2 separate regions of the Mus musculus genome follow, and region 2 is linked to region 1. A link is a contact called in public promoter capture Hi-C data. All regions are on one chromosome and are shown on one strand. Each heading gives the region's core, a stretch centred on a gene start, on an enhancer-like site or on the middle of the called end of the contact. The rest is flanking DNA. Distances are from core to core; before and after follow the strand shown.

Region 1 (4,768 bases), core at 729-3,228:
CATTTTCATTAAACTCTAAAAAGTCTTTAATTTCTTTCTTTATTCCTTCCTTGACCAAGGTATCATTGAGAAGAGTGTTGTTCAGTTTCCACGTGAGTGTTGGCTTTCTATTATTTTTTTTTGTTATTGAAGATCAGCCTTAGTGCATGGTGATCTGATAGGATACATGGGACAATTTCAATATTTTTGAATCTGTTTAGGCCTGTTTTGTGACCTATTATGTGGTCAATTTTGGAGAAGGTACCATGAGGTGCTGAGAAGAAGGTATATCCTTTTGTTTTAGGATAAAATGTTCTGTAGATATCTGTCAGATGTGGACACTATGCCCCTCCTTAGAAGTGGGAACAAAACACCCTTGGAAGGAGTTACAGAGACAAAGTTTGGAGCTGAGATGAAAGGATGGACCATGTAGAGACTGCCATATCCAGGGATCCACCCCATAATCAGCATCCAAACGCTGACACCATTGCATACACTAGCAAGATTTTATCGAAAGGACCCAGATGTAGCTGTCTCTTGTGAGACTATGCCGGGGCCTAGCAAACACAGAAGTGGATGCTCACAGTCACCTAATGGATGGATCACAGGGCTCCCAATGGAGGAGCTAGAGAAAGTACCTAAGGAGCTAAAGGGATCTGCAACCCTATAGGTGGAACAACATTATGAACTAATCAGTACCCCGGAGCTCTTGACTCTAGCTGCATATGTATCAAAAGATGGCCTAGTCGGCCATCACTGGAAAGAGAGGCCCATTGGACACGCAAACTTTATATACCCCAGTACAGGGGAACGCCAGGGCCAAAAAGGGGGAGTGGGTGGGTAGGGGAGTGGGGGTGGGTGGGTATGGGGGACTTTTGGTATGGCATTGGAAATGTAAATGAGCTAAATACCTAATAAAAAATTAAAAAAAAAAAAGAAAATTACCGCATACTCGCCAAACCTGTGGATTTTATTTTATGTCACCCTTTGTTTGTTTGCTTTGATTTGCTTTTCTCAGCACTGCTAGGTTGGGGGAAGTATTTCCTTCCAGCTATGGCGTAGCTCTGTGTAATGTGGCCTTTACTTTCTCCCGTCTTAAGCATCTTCTCAGCCCACTTTGTCTTGTCAAAAAACTTCATTCACTGGGACATTAGAGTGACTGCCTTTGAGAAGGTGTTTATTTTTATTGTACGTGAGAGACTGTTTTGAAAAGTCAGGTTAACGGCACTTGAAAGATTGAATAACTCTAGAGAATTTTCAGGAAATGTAAAGATCACGGGTGTCAGTCACAGTGTTTGGAGCATCAGTAGCTAAGAAAATGCATGGCAGTTTCAAGGTGGGCATCTCCTCCAGCTCTCTACTCAATCTCACAAGTTGCCAGGGGTTGGCACCCTCTCCTCAGTCCTCACAAGACATTGAACAGGGTGGGTCGTCTTCATCTGGGAGTACAGGGAGACCTCCCCCATGCTGAGACCCTCCAGTCTGTGATCCCAGTAAGTCCAGGCTTGTGACTGTGTGTCTATGGGGCAGGGAGTGTGATAAAATACCTGTGCATGCATGAGAGTATGTGTGTGCACAGATGTGTGGGGGCACGTGAGCATGAGAGTTCACAGGTGTGACTGTGAGCATGTGGATGGATGTGTGTGTATGGGAGAGTCTGAGAATGTGTGTGTAAGGGTGTGAGTGTGTAAGTCTAGGTTTTTGGAAAGCCCTGCACAAGCCCCAGTTTCCAAGCTGCTATTGTTAACCTCCAGATGAACTCTTTGTGTCATGGGGAGTCTATGAAGGACCTGGGTCCTGGAGATGTTTCTCTTCCAGCATCCTTCTTGCCTTCCATGCTTGGCCTTCAACAGAATTGAGAGGGGCAAATGAGTCCCCTGAAGATGCAAGTGTCACCATTTCAAATACAGGATGAATTACGGTGTGGGTTGCAGGCATTGCGTTTACATCTGTTTCCTCTTAAAAGTTCCTTGGTAAATCAAAAGCTCTCGGCAAGGAAGCTGGACCGAAAAACTTTTGAAAAGCTGTACCTTTTCCCTGTGCCTAGCTCATGGCTTTGTCCGGCTTTGTTGTCTTGATGCTGTTCTGGGATTTGGCAACTGTTTGTATAAATCGGGTGCAAACGGAAGAGGGAAACAGACACCCTTGTTCTAGCCTGGTGAGCTTTGGTTTCTTTGCTCCTTGGGTCACCTGCCAGGGACACACCCCTGTCAGCACTAACCTGCTCTTTGTTCCTCAGAGGGCATGCTTTTGCTGTTGCTTACACTTGGAGAGAGTCTCCACAGAGTCCATCATCCCGGGTTACAAATGGCTCCTTGGTGGACAGCCAGTGTTCCCCGCCTTCGCTGTCTTTTCATTTCACATTTAGTTTAGTTTCTCATTACATTACCTTTGCTAAATTGTTTCCGGAGTGAAAATTCCAGGCACCATGGCCTCGGCATCTGGAATCTCTTCCCTAAGGCTGTCAGGGGAAAAATGATGTAGTAATGGAACACTGAGTTCTCTACATGCACAGTTGAAGACACACATCTCAGATCTTCTCAGCACCTGCTGAGGCAGACGCACAGCTCCACACTGCCACCCTCAAAAGGCCCGAGGAATTCCCCCAAGACATTTAATGGCCTCCGTTCAGGCTGAACCCAGAAAAGGGTTTCAACATGGAAAAGAATTTCAGGGCCAACCAATACTTATGAAGCAAAGTGGGAGACATTGCCAAATGTATTTTTACTAAAAGCATCAGGGTTAAGACAAAGCAGGGTGCTCAGAAGGACAGATGCCTCAGCGGGGGGCATGTGCTTCCCCAACGGAGAGTAAGGGAGATGAAGACTCACACAGATGTGGGTATTGGAGTCACCAAGACAGAATATTAGTCATTTAAATTCTTTTGGTAACTCTCACTTTGTAGCTCTAAAGGTTACTAACAAAACCTTTTCCTCTTCTGTCTACTGATAAGAAAGGTGTCAGGTAGCCCCAAAAGGTGTCTTGGATGGGGTTATAATCTGATACATTATAGGATTTATTACAGGAGCCAGTAAGATTGCCCAAGGTGGTCAGTGAGTGTCCTTTCCCTAGGCCTCAGACAGTTAGCTGCTGGAATTCTTGCTTCTCTGATGGCAAAGCCTTCAACCTGAACCCACATCCCGGCTATATACCCACCTCCCATTTCATCTCAGTTGGAAAGGAAGAATGTTGTAATGTGTGTCCCTGAAAACAAGTTTTCCTTTATACGTGCTTTGGCCTGAGTGTCAAGTGGGATTCTAGAAGTGACTTTAACTTGGGTGTTGCTCGTCTGGGTGAGGCACATTGCGTCAGCTGTTGGAGTTTTTCCTCGGTCACCACATCTGCCTTCTCCTGCATCCAGAGAGGCAGGTGCTGCCTGTGGCCGCTTTCCATGACTTGGTGACTAGTCACCTTGGAGATGTGTCATTTTCACTGCAGAATTAACTTCTGTGCAGCCCTTTGGACAAGCTATGCACGCCCGGTCCCACCCACTGTTGCCTTCTCCATCACCCCTGGGATTCTTCCTCCCATGATGCTTTACACCTGTGCCTCTCCTGTAACCTCGGAGACCACACCTTTGCTTGCTCCATTTTGACTCCTTTCTTCTCTTTTCTTTTGAAAAACATTTTCTTTCCTGACAAAGCCCATTCCTGCCTGAAGGATGACCTTTTAAAATTCCCCTTTGCATCCTAAAATACAGTCTCTCTCCTTCGTAGTCATCAAATCGCAAGCTTTGTCCAAGTACCGTGGATTTCTACAAACTGGAGAAGACACAGCATTCCTGTGTGATATTAAGCTTGCTGTTTGGTGACCATGTGTGGGGGTGGGGGTGGGTGGTGCTGAAAATATTTAATCCCCATGTAGGGTTTCTATCCCACTTTTGACCATTCAGTTCCCAGATAAAAGACGCCCCCACACACACACACACAGCCTTTATATTTACAATAAGCCTTAAACAGCACAAGAGCTGGGCACATCTACCCTCTATGCTATTAGAATCTACTTTCCTATTGATAGCTCTGACTTATTACTTAATATGCTCCATCTGGACTGCTCTTAACTCCAATTGGCCAGCCTCAGGGCCATGCTTTCTTGACTCCTAACCCATGGCGTTTTTCTTCTCTCTCTCCTTGTGGTCTCTTCAGACCCCAAGACTGGGAACACAAAGCCCCACCTACCTCAATTCTGCCCAACTGTAGGCTGTTGGCATTTCTACTTAAACAATCAATAGTAACTTGGGACAAGGTCACATAGCATCACTTGTGTCTACCTGTGGATTCTCTTGTCTCTGGGGCAACCAGGTCTTCTGGCCTTCACTTAGCATTAAAATACATAGTAACAGCCCACTGTTACTTTGTATCCTCTGTCACATTGTCATGTCTGTTCTCAAAACTACACTGCTGGGTTCAATGGTGATTTTTTTGCCCTCTTGAGTCACTACCAGGCACTACCCACATCACAAATATTTTACCAGAGTCTTTTCTCGCACTATCTCTAGGTGCAAATCAATGGGGAAAACCAAACCAAAATAACAACAACAACAACAACAACAACAACAACAAAATAAAATGGCACTGGCCACCTTTATTTCCAGTTAAAAACATGTTGCTCTTTGGAATAAAAGTGGTTAAGTTCTATAAAGTCAGAAAAGAAACAGAGTAGAGTTAACAAGAATTGAGACTTTGTTCCCTTGGAAAAAAATTTAAACATGGCCATTTGTTCAAAGCTCAACATAGATTCCAGAGATACCGGTTTCACTTGTTAAAAATCCCTTTGGAAAGATTTATGT
Region 2 (4,768 bases), core at 1,092-3,591, 100 kb before region 1:
TACATCCCTAACCACTTGACTTCCTTGGAAGAAATTGATTTTCCCTTTGCAAGTGGATGCCAGTTGGAAATAGATTCTTGGTTAGGGGTGGGCACCCCTGTTTTTCTGTGAAGACCCCATGCATGCTGCCATGGTATCTGTGAGTTAATATGTTGTCACTTCTGTTGTATCTGGAAGACACTGGTTACTTTGTATCCCCATCACCTCTCAGCCATACAAGGTCTCCACTCTCTCTTCTGCATAGCTCCCTGAGCCTTGGGGGATGGGTTTGATGAAGATATCCTATTGAGGGCTGAGTGCTTCTAAGTCTCTTATTCTCTGTACATTGTCTACTTGTGGGTTTCTGTGTTGATTGCCATCCCCTGTTAGAAGCTTTTCTGATGTGGGTTGAGCAAGGCACTGATCTATATGGGTGGAGCCTTATGATGCCAGGAGTCATTTTAGTGGTGTGTTTCTTTAGCAGAATAGTAGCAGATTTTCCCTTAGGCCAGTGGCCTAGTTTATGCCACAGTGGAACCAGTATATCTTGCAGGAATTGTAGGTTGCAGGTTTTGTCGCTGGGTTGGTGTTTACCTTTCTCCTGTGGTAGAAGCCTAAACCACTTCTCATTCCCCTTTCAGTAGAACTGGCCAGCTCCCAGGGAAGTTTTCCGGAAATGGTTTAGTGTGCAGAATACAATGTATGGTATAGCTTTTTTTTCATAGCTAAGTTAAAGCGATTGGTAATTAAATATTTTGGCAACATTGCAGGCAAGAATGGTGCTTCTTGAACAGCAAAGTTTGTCCGTGTGGTAACCAGAAAGCAACTTTGTTGCTTGTATGCTCTAGTAGGTTGTGCTCCAAGTAAAAAAAGCAATAAAACAAAACTTCATGAGATGGATTTAAAAACAGGGCTGGCTGGAGAGTTGTCTCAGTAGGTAAAGTGCTCACTGCTGTGCAATGTATGGACCTGAATTCATATTCCCAGAACTTATGTAAACCAGGGCAGGGTAGCGTGTGTCTGTCATTTCAGTTCTCCCTCTGTGGAAGACATAGACTTTCCCAGAAGACCTCAGAGTTAGTGTGGTGGATTCACAAAGACACTTTCGAAATAAGCTGACTGATACCTGAGGTTGTCCTCTGCCCTACATAGGTACACAGTTGCACATACGCCTGCCCCTCTCTCTCTCTCTCTCTCTCTCTCTCTCTCTCTGTCACATATACACATACGTGAAAAGGAAACAGGAATGTATATACTTGAAAAATCATTTTACAGTTATTAAAATTTATTACATTTATTTATTTGTGTGTGTATGTGTGTGTGTTTGTGGTGCACGCCACAGCATGCTTGTAGAGGTCAAAGGACAACTTGTGTGTGTTCTTTTCCCTTCATTCTTGTGGGTCCCAGGGATCAAACTCAGGTCATCAGACTTGGTGGCAAGTACTCTTACCCACTGAGCCATCTTGCTGGGCTACAACTATTGTTTTTAATTTAAGCTTTTTTTTTTCCCCCAGGGAAATCTCATTGTTTGTCTAGGTCATGTTGAAAGATACTTCATAATATGTTTTAAATCTAAAATTCCTCATCCCTGTGTTTTTAGACTTAGGTCCATGAAGCATCAAATGCTATGAAAGAAAAAAACAGTTGGAAAGGAAAACCGATATTTAAACAGAAGTTTCCTTGAGCCCTAGGAAGACTTTAAAAAAGAACCCCCAACCCCTTTAATTAGGTAATTACCCAGGAGTGCTCTGGAGTTGGGGGGCCGTTCTGGTAATAGTTTACACCTGTTTCAACCTCTCCCGTTTTTATTGGCAGGGACTGTGCCATCCCATATTTCTTGTGAGGTAAAAATATGAAATAAAACATGGCAGAGCCCTGGAGAAACTATAATAAACATAAAAACGAATTGTTCAGCTCAAAACATGAAACTCATTGCCTGCACATTTAGCCAGCCATATTTCAGTAGTATCGAAGGAATTTAATCCTGGAGTTGTGTGTTAGGAAGGAGGGAGGCAGCTGCTTTCATTGGCAGGAAAACGACAAGGTTTTAAAAATCCAAGAGAAGTAAGCTTTGGAACATCATGCCAGTGTGATATTGTAAAGATTGGTGAAAAAAAAATCACTAAATTGTGATGCACTTTCCATGTTTTTGTGGGAGAAGGGGACAAAGAAGTCTTACCGTGAAGGGTTGCAGGCTTAAGCTTAAGGGAGAATAGTTTTCCCACAGAATATAAGAAGACTTCAGTGGTCCTCAAGCAACCCCCACAACATAAAGCATAGGTCGGCTTATTTCATAGGCAACATTTTCCTTTCCAAACATATTGAAATGCTTTGGGTTAAGATAGTATTGTGTTTCTTATTTTTCCCTTGGAATCCAGCTCTCTGGTGGTCCGCCCAAAGTCCTCTTTCCTGGTCAGGGATAGCAGTAGCTTAGCTGTGCTGCTTCCCCGTGGGGGACAGAACTGGATGTAGCTTCTATTACAAAAAGAGAAATAATCAAATTCGTGTAAAGTTTAATCTGGACAGCACTGGCGGTATGCAAAGGTTTCTGGGAAGGTTGGTGGTAGAGCTAAATTGTCATCCTGCTTTTGCCTCACTGGTTGGGTGGCTTTCGCTCTTAGCATGGTGAGGGCTATAGGCTGAATAAAGGTCGGGACATGGCTGCTTCTTTGTCTTGGCAGAGGCCCCAGATATTTGTGGATGGAGAGTAACCGTGTCTGTTTTCTCATGGGTCTATAGACTCAGCATGTCAAATGTCTTGAGTTTACATTGAGAAAAACATTCCATGTTGATCTCGCCCCTCTCCCCTCAAACTGTAACTTCTTGGGAGGAACTTGGGTTTTCATACTGAGAACATCGGGTGCATTTGCGAGGAGGACTGTCCCGTTAGAGCTCTGAAGGACCCGTGTTTGAGAGAAGAGAAGAAGGCAGGGACATGCTGTTCTCTCTGGACTTCTACAGCCTTGACAGATGTGTTTCACAGAGTCAGTAGAAGTCCCCAAGGAGGTCCAGCAACCTCAGGTCGAAGTACAGAGAGTTCTTACAACATGTCAGGCATAGATGAGCTCAAAGTGGTGTCTGAGACAATGATCCAACCAAGCATCCAACCAGGGTGTTTTGTCTTGACTCTAGGAGCTTTGGAAAAACTCACATCAGAATTTAAGGAAAGCCAGGCTCATCTGTAGTTTCTTGACCAGCTGGCTTCCCTTGCTATACCTACCTGTTTGTGAATTCCATCTCTCAGTTATCCTGTAGACTCATGGCTCCACAGAGCTTATGTTCAAGGTCCCTTAACAGGAGCTTAACGCTTCTTGTCAAGACCCATGACATCCACCTGTCTTTGTCACCTCACACACGCATGGCAGCAGTTCACATCATCACACACGCATGGCAGCAGTTCACATCATCACACACGCATGGCAGCAGTTCACATCATCACACACGCATGGCAGCAGTTCACATCATCACACACGCATGGCAGCAGTTCACATCATCACACACGCATGGCAGCAGTTCACATCATCACACACGCATGGCAGCAGTTCACATCATCACAAGAGGCTTGAGTACCACAATAATGCATTGCTGGATCCTATTTGCTGCAATAAATTTAATGACAGCCTATTTTTAATTGTTCATTTTATGATTATCTGTTAATTGTTAATTTCTTACTGTGTTTAATTTACAAATTAAACTTTATGCTAGGTATCTGTATGAAGGGACAAGTTGCATAGGTAGGGTTTCTTAACTGAGGTTCAGTCCTCTGTCTGTGGCCTTAGATAGTACCCCTTATAAACTGGGGTAGGGGTGGGTGTTCTACACAAATTTATAGAGTCAAAAAGGGCCATGATCTTTGATACCAGTAAACATCCAGTTGTGACTCCCTGGCCTGCTATTTCTTTTCAAACCCCATCAACATTCTAACAAGATGTATTTCTGATTAATCTTTAGTGTTCTACTCAGTTCGAGAACATAGGTCATCGTATATTGGTTCCAATTGGAGAAGTTTCCTTGCTCTTGTTCTTTGAAGGTGTTTTGAGGTTATGACATGGTGAGCTGACCCTGAGTAGAGTGGTCTCCTGAAGGGAACATCTGTAGTAGAAGTGGATGACCTTTGCCTCAGGAACTTGACATTTGCAGATACTTGCTCTGAAGGAGACTATACAGTCAAAGGCATATTATTTTGTTTCCAGTATGGACATTGGAAAATATCTGAGATGCTAAACCTTCTCTTTTTAAGGGAACCCTTGCTGTCACTAGATTTCTTTCAAATCTTGTTGTACTTGCTACTTTATTTCCATGAAGTTGTCAGTGAGTGAACACATCCCCTTTCAACTGTTTTTATCCTCAAGTAAGGACTTTGCTCAAGAGTTGAATGGTCTGAAATGTCTCCAAGACATTTGCTGTTTGGTTAATATCCTTAGGGCTAGGCTGCCAGTTTTATCCTGCTAGAAGAAACCCTTCAGACCCTCCAGCTGGGGTCGATCAGTTGTTCTGAATTCAGAATTCGGTTTTACTTTTTTGTTGTTGTTTGTTTTAGTATATTAGTATTGACATGTCTCCAAGTTAGGCAGTTGACCCCACAGAATAAACACAAGGCTTTTTCAATGGCAGGGCCACCAAGTGTGTATTGACTGTATGGGGTTGGTGCAGAAAGGGAGTATAAGGGGGTTAGCTTCAGGGATTAGTGTCTATTGCTGATAAGATAAACTGCCACCATTCTCTTGGCCCGGAGCAGATGACATTCACCATCTTACAGTTCTGAGGCTAGACGTCTGCAGTGGATCTC

What was found. Promoter capture Hi-C pulls out the DNA fragments that hold promoters and counts their contacts.
Region 2: a promoter capture Hi-C map of the 3T3-L1 cell line shows a contact between it and region 1, with 4 times the contacts expected there. The contact joins two enhancer-like sites. A contact is called at or near these places in 4 of 39 promoter capture datasets (the 3T3-L1 cell line, cranial neural crest, liver and 1 more), 1 of 15 datasets of contacts at CTCF or cohesin (the NIH/3T3 cell line) and 3 of 484 Hi-C or Micro-C datasets (embryonic stem cells, epidermal suprabasal cells and nephron progenitors).

The regions. Positions count from the first base shown.
Region 1 is chr10:70,980,916-70,985,683 of GRCm38.p6, reverse strand. The region is part of intron 3 of Bicc1 (BicC family RNA binding protein 1); the gene reads left to right. Among named protein-coding and RNA genes, the nearest start is that of Gm24486, 100 kb to the right of the region's middle. Within about 2 kb of position 1,978, at least 13 of the 459 cell types and tissues checked have an H3K27ac peak or open chromatin away from gene starts, as enhancers often do.
Region 2 is chr10:71,081,379-71,086,146 of GRCm38.p6, reverse strand. All of the region lies in intron 1 of Bicc1 (BicC family RNA binding protein 1), which reads left to right. Among named protein-coding and RNA genes, the nearest start is that of Bicc1, 76 kb to the left of the region's middle. Within about 2 kb of position 2,341, at least 8 of the 459 cell types and tissues checked have an H3K27ac peak or open chromatin away from gene starts, as enhancers often do.